Linked DNA regions of Bos taurus: region 2 is linked to region 1. Evidence: chromatin contacts called from public Hi-C data. All regions are on one chromosome and are shown on one strand. Each heading gives the region's core, a stretch centred on a gene start, on an enhancer-like site or on the middle of the called end of the contact. The rest is flanking DNA. Distances are from core to core; before and after follow the strand shown. Region 1 has its middle 44 kb from the start of TARBP1. Region 2 holds the start of IRF2BP2 (interferon regulatory factor 2 binding protein 2).

Region 1 (3,419 bases), core at 559-3,058:
CTGCTCGAAATCACACAGCGCTCAAGTGGCAGAGGCTAGGTGGATACTCAGGAGGTTGGACCTCAAAATCTTTGCTCTGAATTGTAGCCACCAGGCTTGGCCAGCTTCACAGCATCTCAGCCCATGGGGGATGTATGGAGTTTGGCAAAAGGGAAGAAAAGGATGAGAAAACTGATTCTGGATGTACAAGCTCTGGGTGAGGGTTAACACATCTTTTTTCCACTGCCTTATACACAGTTATGCTATTTTCCCGCTTGGCTCTCAAGGGAAAGAGAGTGAGAGTCTAGTTCAAGGCGGTCTCAGCACCACCCAGGTTCTCTGTCTCTGGCCCTGTGGTGACTGCTGGGCTCCCTTGCTGCCTTTCCAGTCCTACCAGGGGACAAGTGCAGTCTGGGGACCATGGGCTCCTGCTGATCCAAGTGGAGTGCAGACCAGAGAGCTCTTCTGTGGGTACCCAGTGAAGCAAGGAGGAGAGAGATGTGGGTGCAGATGACCCCCGCCCCGACCCCACCCGGAGTTGAATTTCATCCTTACTGCTCACATCCACACTGCCCATAGCCTCAATGGTCCTTGGGCTTCACATTCCACTGGACAGGGCACTGCACTTGGCAAAGAGGACCATGGTCTAACCCCTGGACTGACCCCGGAGGAGAGCAGGCAGTCATGCTGAGAAAGACACAGACCTGGGCAGTGAGACCAGTTCTTAGCCCTGACACCAACTTGGCTGTACCAGCAGAGTCATTCAACTTCTCTGGATTTCGTATTTCTCATTCTCAAAATGAATGAGGAGCTTGGGTTTCACTCAGTCTCTAAAAATTCCTTTCAGTGCTAAGACCCAGTGATTCTAAATGTCTCCCCTCCTGGGCAGCCCCATTTCCATTCTTTTCCTGTGAACCAGGGGACCTTCTTCAGTGGGGATGATGGCCGAGTTCCCAGGAGGCTGTGCACCAAGGGCACAGGGATTATAGAACAGAAGGGGGATTGTTCCATCCACTGGCAGGAGGAAGTGGCATCCTCCACAGCCCTGCTCAGAGGCAGATTTCAGAGCCACAAAACTCTCAGGGCTCTCAGTGCATTTCCAGAGGACCAGACCTACGACCTCCCCGGGAGCTGGTGATGAAAGGCGCCCCTCCACGGTGGAGACTGATGCTCACACAAGCGGAAGTGGCTTTTCCCCCAAATCCTCCAACATCGTCACTCATGATTAAGTGAACTTAATAACAATGCCCCTCCCCACCAACCAAATGACTTCTCTCCAAATTTACGATGTTCCAACTATTGACCGTGATTAACTGCTATAGCCACTGCATAACAATCTGGAGGGTTATTGTGCAGGGGAAGCTCCTTGAACTTCAAGGAGCTCTGCTCACTTTTCAGAAAGAGAGAAGGCAGGGGTGTTAGCTGGAGGCTCTCTTATCCACTTGGCTATTTGTTGTTGTTGTTCAGTCGCTCAGTTGTGTCTGACTCTTCGCAAACCCATGGACTGCAACATGCCAGGCTTCCCTGTCCTTCATTAGCTCCTGGAGCTTGCTCAAACTCATGTTCATTGAGTCGGTAATGACATCCAACTATCTCACCCTCTGTTGCCCCCTTTTCCTCTTGCCTTCAATCTTTTCCAGCACCAGGGTCTTGGCTATGGTATTCTTCAAAGTAAAATATTCCAGGATGAAAGTGGAGATCAAGTTACCAGATCAGCAAATAATGACGTGGGGAAAATGAGGAAATAGGTATCACGTGGGCAGTGGTTGACACATCTTTCTTATCTGTGGCTCTCAGCATGCAGGGGCTGCTCAAGGTCACTGCCCACAAGGTCTGGCTGACTTTCTTAAAGCAAGATCAGAGAGCAAATCACAAATGGAGGCAAATTTCAGCTGGGTCTTTCAACCAGCCATTTTGCTCTATGAAAGGTCACAAGGTCACAGGGTAATTGGAGGGTTTGGATAAGCTGGTGAGGGAATAAAGGCTTTTCCCAGGGATGATAAAAGCAGAGAAACAGCTCTCTGCCCTAAACTGGCTGCCCTGTTTCTTCAAAAATAGGTTCTCTAACGTGGAGAAGCAGAAATCGAAACCTTCCTAAATCCCCCTCGAATGTTTGGAACGGAACAAAAACACCTATTTCATGAAAAAAAAATTACATTTTGAAAGATTCCAGCAACAGGAGGCACCAGCTGCTGGGTCATCTAAGTGTTTTTGGAAAAGGAAAAGAACCATTCGGCATGAAAGATTCAGGAATGTCTGTTGACATATTAAGGAAACAACCTCAGGGGACAGCTGACAAGGCTCCAAGAAGCATTACCAAGGGATCAGTGACGCAAACGCGTTCCGTTTTTACAGGCGGGCCGGCTGCCAGGCTCCCTCGCCGGGCGGCTGATGTAATGCTAATCCCTCTCTGGGTTAGCGTTGCTTGGATATCAACTCAAGCGGCTCAGTCAGCTGCAATCAATAGCAAGCTCCTTTTATAGAAGATAGTAAAGGAAAAAATATGTATACAGAGAGTGAGACAGAACCCCAGATTCTGGTGTGCTGAAAACCTATACATTGTGTCAAAAACGAGGGAGGCAAAGGAAGGAAAGACCAACACAAAGCTAAGCAGCACCTAAAAATGCATTCAGGTGTCTTTCCATAGAATAAGGCCAGTTGTCGACAAAAGATACTATTATTTCATACTATTAGTTTTTTTAAAGCATAACTAAGGAATATGCCTAATTCCCAGCTGAGCTAAATGAAGATGGAAGAAAACAGAAGACATTAGGTGGGAATGTGAAAATAATGATTTTTTTCATTATCGAATAAATGGGCTGATTCCTTTTAAAACCTCTGCGTAAAATACTGCTTTTGAAAAATTCTATCTTCAAGACCACTGCTTTTCAATTATTTTAGAATAAATAATAAGATGAATTATGCAAATTTTAATCAGCCTTGGATTGAATGCTTATGTCAAGTGTCCTCTATAATGGGCTAAGGGGCCACTTTTGCATTTTCTCTTTCTCAGGCACGGCAATTTTAACTGTCCAAGAGTGATAAAGAAGAACCCATTTTAAAAGCTCAGTTCAATTATGCACATTCTTCTTTATTTTCTAGGTCATACTTAGATGGAAGGAACTGATGTGAAATCTTACACAGAAGACCAACAGCAAAAGCTTCCCTCATTCCAAGACTTTCAGAGTCTAAATAATAATAAAAATGGGGGTGGGGTGAAAGGGAAGGATGAGCACCAATGGAGATAGAGTTGTTTTTTAATAATAATGAGATGAATATAATGATGATGATACAGCACTTTAGACTCAGGAATCAAGTCCACTCGGATGGCAGTGACGTGATAGCAATGACACACGATTCACCCTTGACATATTTAAAACACTTTCCTTCTAAGATAGTGAAGCTTTTTTTTTCCCAACCCAAAGGAAATTTAAGCTCTG
Region 2 (3,419 bases), core at 477-2,976, 91 kb after region 1:
CCGTTGGCCTCGAAACCCAACAACCTGCCTGCAGTCAGGGCCGGCTCCTTCTTAAACTTGCTCTCGAAGGGCGCCGAGTGGCCGTGCTGGTGCAGCGCCAGCAGCGTGTCTCGCACGGTCTTGGGCCGGTTGACCCAGTCCTGCTCGCCCGGCCCGCGGCCTTTGCCTGCGCCCTCGCTGCCCAGCTCGGCCGCCCCGGCCGCGGTGGACAAGCTGTCGGCCGGGCCGCGATGCGAGGCCGCCGGCGGCTGCTTCTCCTTGGCCGCCGCCTCGCGCTGCTCGTGCTCCGCGGCCGCGCTACTCGACACGGACGCCGGCCGCTTGTGGGCGCCCATCTCGGCGGGCTGCGCCGAGCCCAGGCCAGCGGCCGCGGCCCCGGACACGGCGGCCAGCGAGGCGGCCGCACGGCCGCCCAGGCCGAGCGCGGCGGGCAGCGGTGTGGCCGAGCCGTTCATGAGCGGCACCAGGGTGGGCGGCACGGCGTGGCCGCGCCGCGGGTTCGGGCTCTGGCGGTTCAGCTCCGGCGGCTCCTCCAGCTTGGAGAAACCGTTGGGCACCAGGATGCCGTTCACAGGCGGCGGCTGCGGTGTTGGCGGCTGGGCCAGGGCGGCGGCCGGGCGGCTGCCGCCGAAGTCGGAGCCCAGGCGCGGGGGCCGCTCGGCTGCGGCGGCCGCCAGAGGGTAGCGCTCCAAGGCCTGAGGAGCGCGCGGGGCGGCCTCGGGGCCGCCGTGGCCGAGCTGCTGCTGCTGTTGCAGGAGAAGGTCCTTGGCCGAGAGCGGCGGCGGCTTAGCGGCGGCCGGGGCCGCGGCGCCGGGCGGGGAGCGGCCCTCCGGGAAGCAGCCGTGCGCCCGCTTGAGCTGCCGCGCCGTCTCGATGACGAACTCGACGCGGTCGGCGCCCTCGTAGTTGACGCAGCCGCGGCACACGGGCTCGGTGAAGTCCCAGATCATGGCCCAGGGCATGCGGGGCAGGTCACACAGGTAGCATGACTGCCGCCTGGACGCGGCGGCCACCGCCACAGCCGCGGCCATGTCCGAGGAGCCCGCGGCGCCGGAGGAGGAGGAGGAGGCGGAGGAGGAGGGGGCGCCGCCGCTACCCGCCGGCACCACGCGCGCCCTCCTCCCCCCCCAACCCCGCGTCTCCCCCACCAGCGGCGGCGGCGGCCGCAGAGGCGGCGGCGGCGGCGGCAAAGTCCGCGAAGGCTCGGCGCCCGCGCAGCGCCCCCGGTGCACGAGGGGCGGCGGGCGCGGGGCGAGGGGCTGCAGCCGCGGCAGCACGTCCCCCCGGCCGGCGCGGGCTCGGGCGGACGGCGGGGCGGCGCGGCGCGGCGGGCGCGGCGGCGGCGGCGGCGGGGTCTCGGCTGGAGCCGCGGCTGGCCTCCAGACCGGGGCGAAGACGGGCCGCGCGGACGCGGAGGAGCGCAGCAGGTCGCGGCGGCAGCTGGCGCGGAGTGCGGGGCGGGGGGCGGGGAGGTTGGGGGGGCGGGGGGCGGGGGGCGGCCGCCGGGGCAGGCTCAGCCCGAGCGGCGGGGCATGCCGCGCCGGGGCGGCGGCGGCGGCGGCCGGGCGGCGCGGAGCTCGGACGCGGCGCGGACCCCGGGTCGCTCCGCTGCTCTCTCACAGCTCCTGGCGTCGCCGCTCTCCAGCGCCCGCGTCAGCGCCCAGCCCGCCTCAGCTCCGCCGCCGCCGTCGCTGCTGCTGCTGCCGCCGCGGCCGCTCCACTTCTACAGACTTGATTCTTCGACAGCCTCGCAAGGCGCCTGCGCGGGCCCCCTCCCCTTGCGCGCGCGCCCGCCCTCCCCCGCGCCCTCCCTCTCCCCCCTCCGCAGAACGGGCGCTGCTGGGAGAGCCGGCTCCTCTGCTCCCGCCCTCCCGTCCGCGCCGCGGCCTGTGTCCCCGACGTGAACGCGTGGCTGGCGCAGCTTGTTTCCCTCCACCCGCTCCGCTACCTCGACCACTCGGGCCGAGTTTCCTCCCCTTCAGGTCCGTTTAGACCAAACCGTGTAAAACTCGTGTTTTGAAAAGCAAGGCTACTTTGTAACTTGGTTCTGTCCGTTTTTAAACATCTTTTAAGGAGCTTTATTTGAACTCTTCGGCAAGTGCTTTTACACTCGCATGTGTTTTGGGGAGGACACAGGCGCCGCCGGTCCCCTGAAGTTTTACTAAAAAGGGCGTGCTCTCAGGCCTAGGATCGAGTCCACCCGCCGCTTCCCGGACCCCTTCCGGGAGGGAGCAGCAGCGCCGCGCGATGCACGCCGCTCTGCCTCCCGGCCGGCCCGCGCTACCGCGCGGGGGTCCCGGCCGCCTGGCGCAGGTTCGCGCGGCAGCCGCGTGACGTGGGCGCGGGGCCGCGGGCCGCGTGCGCCGCCGCCACCGAGTGCGCACGCTCCGCGCAGACGTGACTCGGCGCCGCTGGCACTGGCGGCTCCATTGAACGAATGCACATTCCAGGGATCCGGGGTCAGCGGCCAGAGAGGCCGCGTCACCGCGCAGGCTCCGCCCCCCCACCCGCCGGCGACTCTAGGCCTCCAAGCCCTGTCCACGGGGCCAAACTTGGACTCCAGGTGGCGCGGAGCACGGGCATGAGCGGCGGCGGGGTCCGCGCGCGCTTGGGGGTGAGCGGCTGGCTGGCTCGCGGGTCGCATGGACCCGGCAGATCTCGGCTATTCCCGGCCCCGCGGTGCGGGCAGGGGCGACCTCGAGCCCACCACACGGCCCAGGCTGGGCTTAAGTGGGTGCAAACCCGCCTGGCGCGAAGGCGACATGTGGGTGCAGAGCCAGCCACTCTCGCCGCGTTCTGCCACCGTTGGCAGCCACAGGCTGTGCCCAGACTGAATTGAGCACTTGAGTTTCACACTTTTATCGGGAGGAGGAGCTGGCGTGTGTTATGGTAAATCACTTTTGGCTGGTCGTTAGTCTTTCTGACTAATAGACGCGGGCTTAGTCACTCTCAGTTGGGACCTTTACACTTCAGCTCTGGAAGGGGGCCTCCTGTGCTTCCTTTGTTGGAAAACAGGCCCACCTCTCTCCCTGAGACTGGAATGAGCTGGTTAAGTGTGGGAAGAACAGGGTACTAATTATATTATCTTCCCTACAACTGGATTGGTAGGTGGAGAGAGAGAAAAAAATCCTGCTGACGTTTCTCTCTAGTTGTTGCTATTGAAAATGCCAGGTTGCCTCAAAGGATTAACCACAGGGAAGAGGAAAAACACCCTTAGAGAAACAGTGGAGGGAGCTGCTTAAAGCACATGAGAAAACCTGTTCAAAAATGGCACAAAAAATGTAATGCCAGACCTAAATGTTTTGTGCAGGCAAAGCCTGAAATGTCTTGTGGGGATTTCCAGAGAAGGCGCGCCTCCCTAAAGGTCTCCCCATCTGCTCCCGGATCTTGCCCTGCAAATACAATCCTGCTCACCCTTT

Evidence for each region. A called contact is a pair of places that touch in the nucleus more often than the background predicts.
Region 2: a Hi-C map of liver shows a contact between it and region 1, with 5 times the contacts expected there. The contact joins the promoter of IRF2BP2 here to the enhancer-like site in region 1. A contact is called at or near these places in 4 of 11 Hi-C or Micro-C datasets (liver, skeletal muscle and skin fibroblasts).

What each region holds. Positions count from the first base shown.
Region 1 is chr28:7,311,638-7,315,056 of ARS-UCD2.0, forward strand. No RefSeq gene overlaps it. Among named protein-coding and RNA genes, the nearest start is that of TARBP1, 44 kb to the left of the region's middle. Within about 2 kb of position 1,809, at least 51 of the 102 cell types and tissues checked have an H3K27ac peak or open chromatin away from gene starts, as enhancers often do. A contact at or near this core is called in liver and skeletal muscle, where this site is marked.
Region 2 is chr28:7,402,356-7,405,774 of ARS-UCD2.0, forward strand. IRF2BP2 (interferon regulatory factor 2 binding protein 2) reads right to left here and starts at 1,727. Exons shown (of 2, transcript XM_024986931.2): 1 at 29-1,727. The coding sequence starts at 1,031.